3 separate regions of the Mus musculus genome follow, and regions 1 and 3 are each linked to region 2. Evidence: chromatin contacts called from public Micro-C data. All regions are on one chromosome and are shown on one strand. Each heading gives the region's core, a stretch centred on a gene start, on an enhancer-like site or on the middle of the called end of the contact. The rest is flanking DNA. Distances are from core to core; before and after follow the strand shown. Region 1 overlaps Slc22a23 (solute carrier family 22, member 23). Region 2 has its middle 63 kb from the start of Slc22a23. Region 3 overlaps Pxdc1 (PX domain containing 1).

Region 1 (4,323 bases), core at 49-2,548, 220 kb before region 2:
TATGTAACCTTGTATCTTTCTTATTTTTTATTTTTTGTATAGCTAGGATGGCCCTGAACCTCTGCTTCTGTCTCCCAGGTGCATGTACCACCACACCCAGTTTATGGAGTGCTAGGGATCGAACCCAGGGCTTTCTGCATGCCAGACAAACAACTGAACTATATCTGCTGCCCTCAACTTTTGTTGAAATGGGGTCTCCCTGTGTAGGCTGAGAAGTCTCCACCCTCCTGCCTCAGCCTCCTGAGAATCTAGGATTATTGGGGGCATGTATACCTTTTTTTAAAAAAAATCCTTTCTTCCCAAGTCTCTCAGTGGACTGGAGCAAGGGTGATTTTCTTATCTTTCCCCCTTTCTATCCCTTGCCACGTTTCTTGTACCTTAAGCAGCTCCTGTTTCCATGTCTCTGGTAACTGTCTTGATGGGACCTAGGGTTATGTTCCTACCTGGCCTTGGGAGTCAGGGTGGAACTGATCATCAGACTGTGAGTCAGGCAGCCATCATGCCCTGCATGCCACACCACACCCTGGTCCTGCAGCCAAGGTGGGGCAGAACTGAGGACAGTCCTTACACACAGGCCTCTGTAGACAAGGACCAATCTAGAGATCTGAGAAAAGGTCCCACGTTATCCCGGCACCCACCTTATCACTGTGGGAGTGATCTCTGCACAGAAGAAGACACTGAGGCTCCCCACCGCATGGGATGCAAACATTCCCACGATGGAAAACGCAATGGAGAACTTGTCCTTGACGCTGTCACTCATCCCTGAAGGAGAATCCAAAGAAGGCGACCATGAGGTAGGAGAAAAAGGAAAAGAACAGAAGCCAGGCAAGGGGTGAGCTGAGACGAGAATGGGGGAAGGGAAGCCAGGGATATCCCAGGAGCTCGCTCCTCCCCAATGACTAGTTTGTGATACAGTTGGGCATGCAGTGGCCTTTGGGTGAGCAGTCCTCTAGGCCGAGGAGCCTGGAGTCCTTTAAAGCGTTCTCTTGGTGTCTGTTAGTGCCTTGGACACTAAGCATGCTGAGCTCACAGTGGCCAGTAGAATTACTCAGCCAGAAGCTATGCCAGGCAGGCTAAGGTTCTCCTGTTGCCACAGTGCTAAGGTGCCCACTATCTGCCCTGGATTCCAGGCTGCAATCTCAGGGTGGACCCACCCAACCCAGAGTCAGTGCTGATTTAAGTATAGAAAAACTACACATGACCCAAATGGAATAATTCATGGGCCCCGAGGGGAGGGAAAGCATTCAGCAGTCTCTATGCCTACAGGTGGCACTGGAGCCTAGCTAGCACGAGGCAGTACTGCACACAGTGTTGGCATGCGTAGGGGCTGTGCTTCTCAGCTCAGCTTAGTTTCCCTCAGGGCTGCATGGAGGGCAAGTGCTGTCATGGGCACTGGTAGCATGGGTTTGGTGGGGGCAGGCAGGTTTCATAGCAGCATGGGATATAGGGCAGCACCTCTGCTGTTCTCCCTCCCCCCTCCCCCATTGGAGAGCAGCAAGCTTGCATGAGTCATGAGGAGATAATGGCTCTCCCTGCAGCAAGGACGACCAAGCCCCAACCCTCCCACCTTCTCATCCTGACTAGCTGCTGACCAAGGACAAAAGCACTGGTGCTGGATCGGGGGCTGGGAGGGCATGCAAGCCAAGCTGCGCACAACCAGGGAGACAAGAGTGGCTTCCTCTAGCACAAGATGGGGATAGAGAATACAAATATATGCTTATAGTGTCCAACCTACGGCCAACTTCAGCTGCAATTCTTGAAGGGCAAAGAATGGAAGGGAGAGAGGAAACAGAAACCGATTGGTGAGTCCTTGTGGCAACTCTTGTGCGGACGTAATAGAAGCCAAGGAAGCCCAGGGAGAATCTTCAGTACTCACCTGAGTCTGGATGCTGGCTGTATTTGCCGATCACTGGAGCCGCGATGGGATGGACGCACCCACATACACAGGGTAACGAGAGTGGGAAAGAGGAAGAAGGCTTGTGAGGTATAGGGTGGCTGCCGAGTGTTCCCACATGAATTGTTTCTATGTGAACTTCCTTTTAAGTCTGAGTTGGTGCTGGCTGCCTGGGCAGTGGAATTCACACTGGACTAAACAAAGACCTTTTTGTTTGAAGAGAGGGCTAAGGCCCTATTTGCCACGGGGTCTGGGAGACAACACAATCCTGCAGAGAGGATCCAAGCGGACCTGAACAGAGCCTCTCTGCATAGAAAGTTATTCAAGTGGTACTCTTGGTCTGTGCCATGGGGTATTGCTCACAGTGAGAAGGCCTATCAGGCCACATTTATGCTTCTCCAAACCCAACTCTTCATAACTCCTGCCTTTTGCCCGGAGTCCCTGTGGCATTCCTGTTCAATACCAAAGAGGGCAGGTGGGATACTCTGGGTGCTGAGGGACCCTGACATATTTGTCTCAACTGAGTAAGCTGGACGGAGGCTTTCTGAAAGGTCAGCTAGGCAGTGTCCACCCAGGGCGACAGAGAACAGCTATTGGTTTTCTATCTTTGTTATCACCCAAGCATGATAGATAAGAACACAATTACATTAGGAAAACCACCTGTTTTGAAACCAGCTCTTCTGTAACCCAGTCTGCACCAAGGCTGTCATGACTTGTGGTGCAGGGGACAATAGGTACGTTTCACTATGCAGCTGGGGTAAGCTTTCCTCCAAAGAGGGGTGTTCAGTGGCACCCATTTCCCTGTGTTCTGAGCCTGTCCCAGGGAAGGGGTCTAGCATGAGAAGATGCCAGTGGTCTGCACTGTGTTCTGGGCAGGTGGGAAGGAGGCAGTGGGATTTTTTGTACTTAGGTGAGTGGTTATTTATGAGGATTGCACAGCAGTTAATGAAGGACTAAGTGGGCTCTCTAGATTTGTTTTAAGGTGATATGTGACATTTACCGAATACTTTGATAAATGATAAATTTGGGAAAATCAATAGAAAAACTGTGTCCCACACAAGAATGCCCAGACTTTCACTCTATTGTTGAAGAAGGACATGTCTGTCCTCCTTATGTGAAAAGCATACAAACGGTCTGCCCATAGTGAAGCCATGTTTACAGGGACACACACAGAGGCTTGGGAGTTACAGTGCCTCCAGAGAGCTCTTCTTTGGGGCCATAGGCCTGTGGCCTATGTGGGTGGGAGGAAGAGGGGAGGCCTAGCAGTTCACAGAGTCAGAGGACAGTATGTTCTACTAAAATTCCATCCTTCCTGAAGCAAGTTCTTGTGGCTATCGATTTCAGAATGACACTCTCAGGACATAGAAAACTTCTCTCAAGTCTCATCTAGTCCTTCCATTATAGTTTTGATCTTTAAAGTCCCCCAAAGGCCATTATGTTGAAGGCTTGGTCTCCACCCAGGGCAGTATGGGGAAGCAGACCTTTAGGAAGTAGAGCGTCATGGGCGCAGAGTCATGTACTTGAAGGTGAGCTCTCAAAGAGGACATTGGGACTCTAGATCCCTTTCTTTGATTTCTACATGCCATAAAGCAAATGCATTTCTCTGCCATATACTCCTTTCATGTGTTGTCCTGCTACAGGCTCCAATGGGTCAACAAACCATGGACTGCTTGAAAAGTCCAAATCTGTAAGCCAAACAAACCTTCCTTCTCTTTAAGTTGATTGTCTCAAGTATTTTGTTACACAAACAGAAAGCTGCCATGCCTGCCAAGATCTCTGGTATTATGCTAGCTCCCTTCCCTAGCATTCTTGCCTTGCCTCCCTTTTCCAGCCTACTCACAGTTGAGAAGCCCGAGCTGTAGAAGTGAGGCCAGGGCAGTGAGGATCATGAAGAGCAGCAGCCCTCCCCTGCGCCCGAGGAACTTGACTACCAGACACATGGCTAGGCAGGAGGCCAGTGCGATGCTGGCCATGGTGTAGTAGTCAGCGTAGAAGTTCTCCAGGAGCGGCACCTTCACTTCATGGCCCATCATGCTTCTTGCAAAGCAGTGGTGGATCCCGTACCCTGTCAGCCTGCAGGAGACACGCACATACACACACTGAGAGGCTGGGTGGCATGCTCTGAGATAAGAGGCTGCCTGGCCTTCTAGGGATGACCAAGAGATAGAGAAGCATTTTACACGTGAAAGGAAAGCATGCTGTGACTACACATGAACCAGAGAGAGAGTTTGATGGAAAGAGACATCAAAGAAACCTTGAGGTATTTTTGTTCACCAAGGGTGTAGGACAAAGCACCTACTGTGTGCTAGTTTACTCTTATGTCAGCACAAGAACATGGCCATATCCACTTGGCAGACCTGCAGCAGATATAGGGCATATCTTGGTTGGTTGGTGACTGCCTCCGAGTCACTCTGCCTGTCTGGGTTTCT
Region 2 (3,986 bases), core at 1,264-3,763:
TGGAAACAAGGGATTAGATATATAGCTCTCTGAGATCCAGTGTGGTAGTCAGTTTTCCATCACTAGCACAAATCCCTGTGGTAGTGAACTTCTAAAGAGGAAAGACTTATTCAGGGCTCATATTTCTAAAGGTTTATGATTGGGCCTTTGAACCTATGATAAGGCTGCAGATCCTGGCAGAAACATGAATCAGAACAAACCATTCATTTCACAACTGGGAAGTAAAAGATTGTTGTATGACATTTTATGGGGTGTCCACTTCTATTCACCCCACATAGAGAGGACAGCATCAGGCCAGAGTACTATTCTACCCAAGTCTATCATGCAGAAACAACAAACTTACTGGAGTTATCTACTAGAGAGTGAACAACTACCAGCAGCTACTGTATAGTGTCTTCCTCTTCCAGCAATTTTTAACCATTCACATAACTTTGGAGAGGGAGAGGCCTAATAAGCCTTCCTGCCCACTGTGGAAATGTTAATAGGCTAGGTCTCTTGAGGGTTTCATGCTGGTGATCATAGCTGCTCTGAATCAAGACTGCAATAATCATATCCAACTTGGATGAAACCATACTGAGTTCTCAGAAGGCCTTTTCAGAGTACACCCTGAATAACCTGAAGGACTTCTACTAGCCACTACTTTTAAAGGTCTCACTCCTCTCCCAGGGGGAATTGCTGGGACTAAATAGTTGACACATTGTTGTGTGTGTCCATTGTAGAGCCTAACTATAGCATCTGGCCAGCTCCAAGCCTCTATCATTCATCAGACTGAATAGAACTTAAATGAGTGTTTAGTTTTCCACACTGCTGCCTTTCTTAGTTAGGTTACAGAATTAGGTAACCCACCACACCTGGACATGAAGATTCTGCCCCAAGGGGGCCAGCTACTGTGCTTATCAGTTCTAGACTTGAATCACTTTATAGTCATTGCATAAAATAATGGGTTTCATGATAACATTTTCATGGATGCAGTTTATGTACTGTGATCTTATTAACCCTTTCATTACCCTACTATTTCTCTATTTGCCTTGTGGTCTCTTGCTCTGCTAAATCATCCTCTTTTGGCCTTTATGCCTTAAAAAAAGTCTAGATTCTACATGTAACAGAAAACATGTGATGCTTGTCTTTCTGAATCTGCCTTCTTTTGCCTAACATGATGATCTCCAGGTCCATGCACTTTCCTGCAGATGACATCACTGTGTTCTTTGTGGATGACTGAATAAAATGCTATCATGTACGTATACCAATGCTCTTTATCCATTCACCTGTGGGTGGGTCTCCAGGCTGCTTCTGTAATTCGCTTTTGTGCATGATGCTGCAATGAACATGAATGGATCTTTATGGTTCGCCAACTCAAGATTCCCTTAGGTACATAGCCAGTGGGTAGCCACTGCTAAAGTGGGTTCACATGGTAGTTCTACTTTTAGGTTTTTTTTTTTGTTAGAGTCATACTAATTTCTATAGTGGCTGCCCTAATTTACAGAGCATAGCGTTCATCAAACCCTATATCCTTACCACCATTTGTTGCAGTTTGCTTTCTTGATGATTTATCTTTCTGTCACAGTGAGTTGTAACCTCAACATAGTATCAGTCTGTGTTTCCCTGATGGCTAAAGGGGTTGAACATTTTTCAGTTATTTACTGGCCATTTCTATTTCTATTTTTTTTAATAGGAACTGGTTTCACACTTAAAAAAAACAATGGTACTTGATGTTTCTTCCCACACAGGTCTACAGGTCTTAGGGTGACAAGGCATGGGTAAGAACCTAAATGACTTCTGGGGAAAAAGGAAAAGGGGGGAATGCACTGAGCCAGCTTAAGCTCGAAAGTCACCAAGCTCCTGGTCCAGCCAGGGGGAGCACTGGGCTCATGTTGGGCTCCATGAGTGAGTCAGCAGAGGTTGGTAAGTGGGCCTGGTAGGTCCTCAATCTGCGACTGAGTGAGAATATTGATTGCTCCAGTGCAAATGTGAGGGGATTGGTGGAGGGAAGAGACATACCGAGCAGAGGCAGAGGCAGAGGCATGAGGTGTCTGGCTTTTATATCCCTTCTCAGGAGTCTGCTGATGAGAGTGAAGCTAGTTCTTGTTCCTTATAGAAACCTGAGTCACTGTTATTGCTTTTGAAATAGGCTGGAGGTGAGCCAGCATGGGAGGGACAGGCAGGATGAGGAGGTGTGGAGCTGGTGACAGGCTGTGAGCATCAGTCAGCAGCTGTGGCATTTGCTTCTTTCTGAGCTGGACAGTGTTTATGAGCAGCCACAGTGTCCCCTGCAGAGAAAGTGCCTGAGCCAGACAGCTATGGATAACACCTTGGTTTATTTTATACCAGCCGGTCCCACTGTCCAAGGAGGGAATTATTATTTTGCCAAAAAGAGCATAACTTAGAAGCTGGAAGCACCAAGTACCTTCTAGACAGAAGGAAAGGATTCTGTTTGTTGTTCTGAGACAGGGTCAGCTCATCTAAGGAGAATGCTGGCCTCTCCTCCTCGGCTATGTCTGGAATTAATCAGGGCTAGACTGCTGGGTTCCAAAGAGAAATGAGACATGCAGTCCTTGAATACTGAGCATCACAGATCCAAGTTGCTATGGGATTCTAGAGAAAGAGAGGTCTGGATAGGTCCACGTTCATACAGCATGAGATTGTTAACAACCAAGGATTGAGTTCAGCAAATATTTATGAACTGGCAGCTCTTGTTAATGTCTGTGACTGTGAATAAGTCTAAGACTGTGATATATTTATGTCTCCCTCACCCCCACTACCCTTCATTCCTCTCCCTTCTTTATCCCTACCCTTCATTATTTCTCCTTTCTCTTGATTTTGATGGTTGGCAGGAAGGAAGTTCCTATCATAATTGCTTAGTTGAATAATCTCATAAGAAATCATAATCTTCGAAAGAACAAACAATCTTACGTCCAAGTTTTATCTATTTTATAAAAGAACAAAACCTAAGGCTGTTAAGCCTTAAGTAAATGTTTCAAAGAAGATTGTTTCTCTGAAGATATCATTATCTTCAGCTATTTTTCTGAGCTAACATTAGTAGGTTGGAATTTTACTTCTGCATGCACACACGTCTCAGTGTGACTTGAGTTTAGAACCTGTCAAGGTCTCCTTTCAAAGGAAGGTGACATTCTCAAGCTGCCTCCATTTCCCCTCTTTTTCCTCCCAGTTTTAGTGAGTAACATTATTACTGTGGCTGCTGACTGTGTCCCCATGCTCCAACATGTTTAAGGTTTAGCCTCTTTTACATGTGTTTGGAAAGAGTCATTACAGAAAGGTTCAATTAAGACCAGGTTAAGCCAGAAAACAGTGGGCCCTCAGCCAGTCCCTGAAGATCTCGGGAGTTGAAGAAAACTGTAACCAAACACCTGACCAAAAGCAGTTTAAGGGATAAAGAATTTATTTTGGCTCATAGTTCAAAGGAATACAGTCCATGAGGGAGGGGTGGGGGGTTGGGGAAGGGACAATAGCAAGAGATGCTAGTTCGTGTCAGAGAAAGGAGAATGCCAACTCTCTAACATAGTGGTTCTCAACCTTCCTGATGCTGTAACCCTTTAATGCAGTTCTCCATGTTGTAGTGAACCCCAAGCATGAAATTATTTTTGTTGCTATTTATAACTGTCACTTTGTTACTGTTATCAATTGTCATGTAAATATATGATATGCAACCCTGTGAAAAGGTCATTTGACCCCCAAAGAGGTCATAACCCATAGATTGAGGAGCAGCGTCCTGATGGCTTTTCTTTTTTCCTCTTTTCATTTTGTCTGGGACCTAGAAAAGAGTGTGAGATTCACCTAATCGGAAGCCTAACTAGGGAAGCTGGTGGATAATTATAGTCTAAAACCAAGGGCAGAAGAAGACCCATGTTCCGCTCAAGTTGCTGGAGAGAGAGAGAGAGAGAGAGAGGGAGGGGGAGAGAGAGAGAGAGAGAGAGAATTCTATCTCTCTGCCTTTTTATTTTCTTTGGTTCCTAGGCCAGTTGGATGTT
Region 3 (4,230 bases), core at 550-3,049, 230 kb after region 2:
ACCTCCTGAATGGGAAGTTACTCTTGGATCAGTCTCTACTGGAGGGTGGTGCAGTGACTTGAGGGTGAAATGTCCCCTGTAGGTTTGTGTGTTTGAACACTTAATCCCCAGCCAGTCGTGCTGCTTTGGAAGATTGGGGTACCTTTAGGAGGGGATCCTCACTGGGGTGAGTCACTTAGGGGTGGGTTTGTAGTTTCATAGCCTGGCCCAACTTCCTGTCTACTCTGCCTCTTGACTGCAGCTACAATGTGACCAGCTGTCTCACACCCCCACAACCATGCCTTCCTCTATACGATGGGCTGTATCCCTTCTAAACTGGAAGTCAAAATAAACCCTTTCTCCTTTAAGCTGTGTCTTTAGTGACAGTAATGAGGAGAGTAACCAACGGAAGTGACGTGGACAAAGAACTTGTACCTTCAAGCTCAGTAAGGCCTTGTTGATGTTCATATTATGGGACTGCAGACTGCTGTGCTGCTGGTAAGCCACGACATTAGCACGTATGCACACTGACCCCAAGTACAGCTGTTTCCAACCTTGTTCCTGCTACCTGTGCCTGGAGAACAGGTTAGTTCTGCTTGGTTGTCCTCTATACAGGGCTCAGCTGCATTAAACAGGAAGATTGTCTGAAGACTCTAACAAACACTTAAGTCTCAAATAATACTCATTATTACCATGACACTTGCTCATGATTTTCCACCTGTTGTCACACAAGAATAATAATTAAGAAACTGAAGAAAGTGTTATAATTAAAGAAATATTACAGTGCCTGCAGCCCATTTTCAAACAAACTTAAAATACGAATTCCTCACATGTCAGTTTAGAACCCACAGCAAAAAAAATCACTAGCTGGTTTAATTTTTTAGGCCACATCCCTAACTCTAGAAAACAGTTCATTTTCAGGTTAACCCCACACCCTGTGCAAGGATCAAACTCAAGGTCTCGCCTTGCTAGGCATGGTTCTGCCTCTGAGCCATTCTCTAGACCGCAAGATGCTTTCATGTTCCTATGTTCCTATTCTGTAATGCTTAATTTATAGTTAATTTTAGAATTGTAGGTAAGCCATGAAGGCACAGACAGGACTCCCACATGACCCATAGCAGCCCCCCTATTGTCAATACTTCGTACAGTTAAGGTCCCTCATCACATTCAGGGAATACCCAGTGGATGATGCTACTGAGTGTAAAGCCCCTTCATTGGGGTTTCTCTAGTGCCTCACTACTGCTACTTTCTTCTGCTACAGATGCAGTCCAGAACTTGGCTACACTGAGCTGTCGGGATCTCCTTGACTCTGATGGCTTTGGTCTGTCCGTGTTTCTCATGCAGGCCTTGTGAGGAATTCAGGTGAGCGACTTCACAACTCTTCCTTGGAGCTGGATATCCAGGTGGCTAAAACTCGGTGATGATATGTCACTGGGCAGAATCCCACAAGGCATGTTGAGTGCCCCTCTGTGGAAGTATGGGGCATGCGTGTGTGCATGTGTGTGTTGCAACAGTGTGCACAGGCCTACTGGCGATGCTAAACCGGGATGGGTAGGTTGCTTTCTCTTTGCCATTATCAAATATCTCAGAGAACAAGGTCTTAATACTGTGCAAACAACCCTGTTTTTCCTTGAACTTCCCCCATTGGTCTTAGCTTATCTCCATCACTGGAAAAAATTTGCAATATTTCCCAGTTAGTGTACATGGTGTTGTAATGGTGATTTTCCTAACTGTCATTAACCCTTCAGGTCATCAATTTCCTGATTCCTTTCTTCTGCAGGTCTTTAACCAGCCTCGGAAGCATTCACAGTACCGCCTTCCTCCTTTCTAAGTCCTCCCTAGCATTATATTTTCAGTTTACTCCAACAACAGAACAAAAGCCTAAGCAATATCCTTTTGTTAACTAGATGACCTGTCTATCTCTATATAGTAAAGCTTATGGCTAAGATCGAATGGATACTGGATTAATGAACAACAACAAAAAGTATTCCCTATCAAACCTTGATGGGAACAACTTACTTCTGTGGATGAAATCTACGGGTTCTACTAGCATATCCCAGAGAAGCTGAGACCTGAGACCTCTGTTTCCTTAGTGCTACGTAGTCATGGCTGCACCGCATCCGTGTGCTCTTGGGTTTGATAAACATTTAGATCAACACAGGAAATGAATGCTTAAGTCTGAGTGGCTATCCTTGCCAAAGCACTAGAATATTGACAGGATTTCTTCAGTACAACCAGTGCCTGCTGCCATCTGGTGGAGCCCTCACCACCTACAGCCTCAACATCCAAAGAGAAAAAACAGGCCTCTCAAGTCCCAGGCTCCATAAATCAGCATCCCCAGATAGGGGAATCTGTGGCAACTCCATGGCACCCACCGGCTCTCCAAATGCCAGAGTGCAGGAAGAAATCCCCCAAGAGAAGAAGAGAAAGGTCGGTGTAGGTCTTCACCATCGCCATCTGTTTCTTAAATGGAAAGACTTGGAGGGAATGAAGTGGGAGGGAGGGTTTGCCTTGGTGACCCTTGAGGGTCACAACACAAACAATAACCAGAGTCCAGTGGAGGAGCCCCAAGATCTGGATATGATATGACAAGATCAAAAGTCATCCATTGTTCAGACAACCCAGACAAACTGCCTCACTACATGCAATCAGCTGAATAGAAGGTTCTAGAGCTCAGATGCCAGTTTAAAAAAGACCCCTAGGCCCTTAAACTGCCTGCTCTCCTCTAAGATAACCAGGAAGTTGCTACACAATGAACAGCCCATATGGACCACCCACCCTGTGCACTCACGGTCGTGGGTTCTCCCGCAAGTGGTGTATGCCTATAATTCCAATACTGAGGAGGTTGACATAGTTAGGGAGGACTGTTGTAAGTTCAAGGCCAGCCTGCGCTAAATAGTAAGTTAAAGGTTAGCCTCCCAAAGAAATGAAAAAATAAAAAAATAAAAAATAAAACAATTATCTGGACAAGTATAGCCAGCTTTTAGGAAAACAGCAAGCAGGCCATGGGGCCCCTTCCTTCCTCTGTAGGCCTCACGGTGTTGACTTCCCCTTACAGTGGCTGACTTTCAGTGCTAGAAGGCTCAGTACAATGTCAATGCCAACAATACCAAAGCTAAAAGCTTCCCTAAAGCCAACAGCCAAATTCAACACCTCCTCAAAGGGGCTCCCTCACTTCCGCAGGTCGGCCACTGACTCCAGTCATTACCTCAGAAATGCTTTCCTGGGGCTGAAGATACGCTCAGCAGTTAAGAATACTTGATGTTCTTCCAGAAGACCCACACTCAGTTCCCAGCACCCACCTGGTGGCTCACAACCGTCTACCACTCCAGTTCTGAGAGCTCCAGTGCCTTCTTTAGCCTCTGTGGACACCAGGCACACACATGTAAATATACATGCTACAGACGTGCAGACAAAACACATATACAGACACAAAACTAAAATAATAAATATTGTTTAAAAGAATGCCTCCCTAATATTTTCATCGTCATTATATTCTTTCTTAAGTATTCTAACTAATATGTCAAATTAACTCCTTTGGAAGTAAAAATAACACACTTGGCAGTCACCAAGTAGAAGGTACTTAACGCTGCTTAGTAAGGATTCAGCGATCATTTTTCTGAGCCAGGGAAGTGACCTTTCTAGAGCCCAGTCAGTGGTAGAGGCTGAGTCCACCCACCCCATAGACACACTGGAAAGGGCCTTGAAACCACAGCCACTAAGCACAATCCTCCCACGCCTTCACCACAGTCCTCCCTCACCTTCATCACAATCCTCCCATGCCTTCACCACAGTCCTCCCTCACCTTCATCACAGTCCTCCCATGCCTTCACCACAGTCCTCCCACACCTTCATCACAGTCCTCCCATGCCTTCACCACAGTCCTCCCTCACCTTCATCACAGTCCTCCCATGCCTTCACCACAGTCCTCCCTCACCTTCATCACAGTCCTCCCATGCCTTCACCACAGTCCTCCCTCGCCTTCACCACAGTCCTCCCACACCTTTACCACAGTCCTCCCACGCCTTCATCACAGTCCTCCCATGCCTTCACCACAGTCCTCCCTCACCTTCATCACAGTCCTCCCATGCCTTCACCACAGTCCTCCCTCACCTTCATCACAGTCCTCCCATGCCTTCACCACAGTCCTCCCTCACCTTCATCACAATCCTCCCACGCCTTCACCACAGTCCTCCCACACCTTCATCGAGGCTCTTACCTGATATTTTAACAGGACTTTGAAAGCTGGGT

The links. Hi-C and Micro-C count contacts between places; a contact is called where the count stands out from the background.
Region 1: a Micro-C map of embryonic fibroblasts shows a contact between it and region 2, with 3 times the contacts expected there. The contact joins two enhancer-like sites. A contact is called at or near these places in 10 of 484 Hi-C or Micro-C datasets (the Ba/F3 cell line, the G1E-ER4 cell line, the N1E-115 cell line and 6 more), 4 of 115 datasets of contacts at active chromatin or transcription factors (astrocytes, embryonic stem cells, extraembryonic endoderm stem cells and 1 more) and 3 of 9 other capture datasets (adipose tissue, embryonic stem cells and liver).
Region 3: a contact with region 2 is called in a Micro-C map of the HL-1 cell line, with 6 times the contacts expected there. The contact joins two enhancer-like sites. A contact is called at or near these places in 17 of 484 Hi-C or Micro-C datasets (the AML12 cell line, the C2C12 cell line, the HL-1 cell line and 9 more) and 1 of 115 datasets of contacts at active chromatin or transcription factors (the NIH/3T3 cell line).

The regions. Positions count from the first base shown.
Region 1 is chr13:34,191,518-34,195,840 of GRCm38.p6, forward strand. It overlaps Slc22a23 (solute carrier family 22, member 23), which reads right to left. Exons shown (of 10, transcript NM_001382849.1): 7 at 3,735-3,967; 8 at 1,877-1,909; 9 at 639-762. Among named protein-coding and RNA genes, the nearest start is that of Gm52037, 4.2 kb to the right of the region's middle. Within about 2 kb of position 1,299, at least 83 of the 459 cell types and tissues checked have an H3K27ac peak or open chromatin away from gene starts, as enhancers often do. A contact at or near this core is called in astrocytes, embryonic fibroblasts and pancreatic cancer cells, where this site is marked.
Region 2 is chr13:34,406,323-34,410,308 of GRCm38.p6, forward strand. No RefSeq gene overlaps it. Among named protein-coding and RNA genes, the nearest start is that of Slc22a23, 63 kb to the left of the region's middle. Within about 2 kb of position 2,514, at least 76 of the 459 cell types and tissues checked have an H3K27ac peak or open chromatin away from gene starts, as enhancers often do. A contact at or near this core is called in the HL-1 cell line, astrocytes, embryonic fibroblasts and 1 more, where this site is marked.
Region 3 is chr13:34,633,967-34,638,196 of GRCm38.p6, forward strand. Pxdc1 (PX domain containing 1) reads right to left here. Exons shown (of 5, transcript NM_025831.3): 3 at 4,199-4,230. Among named protein-coding and RNA genes, the nearest start is that of Pxdc1, 17 kb to the right of the region's middle. Within about 2 kb of position 1,800, at least 17 of the 459 cell types and tissues checked have an H3K27ac peak or open chromatin away from gene starts, as enhancers often do. A contact at or near this core is called in the HL-1 cell line, where this site is marked.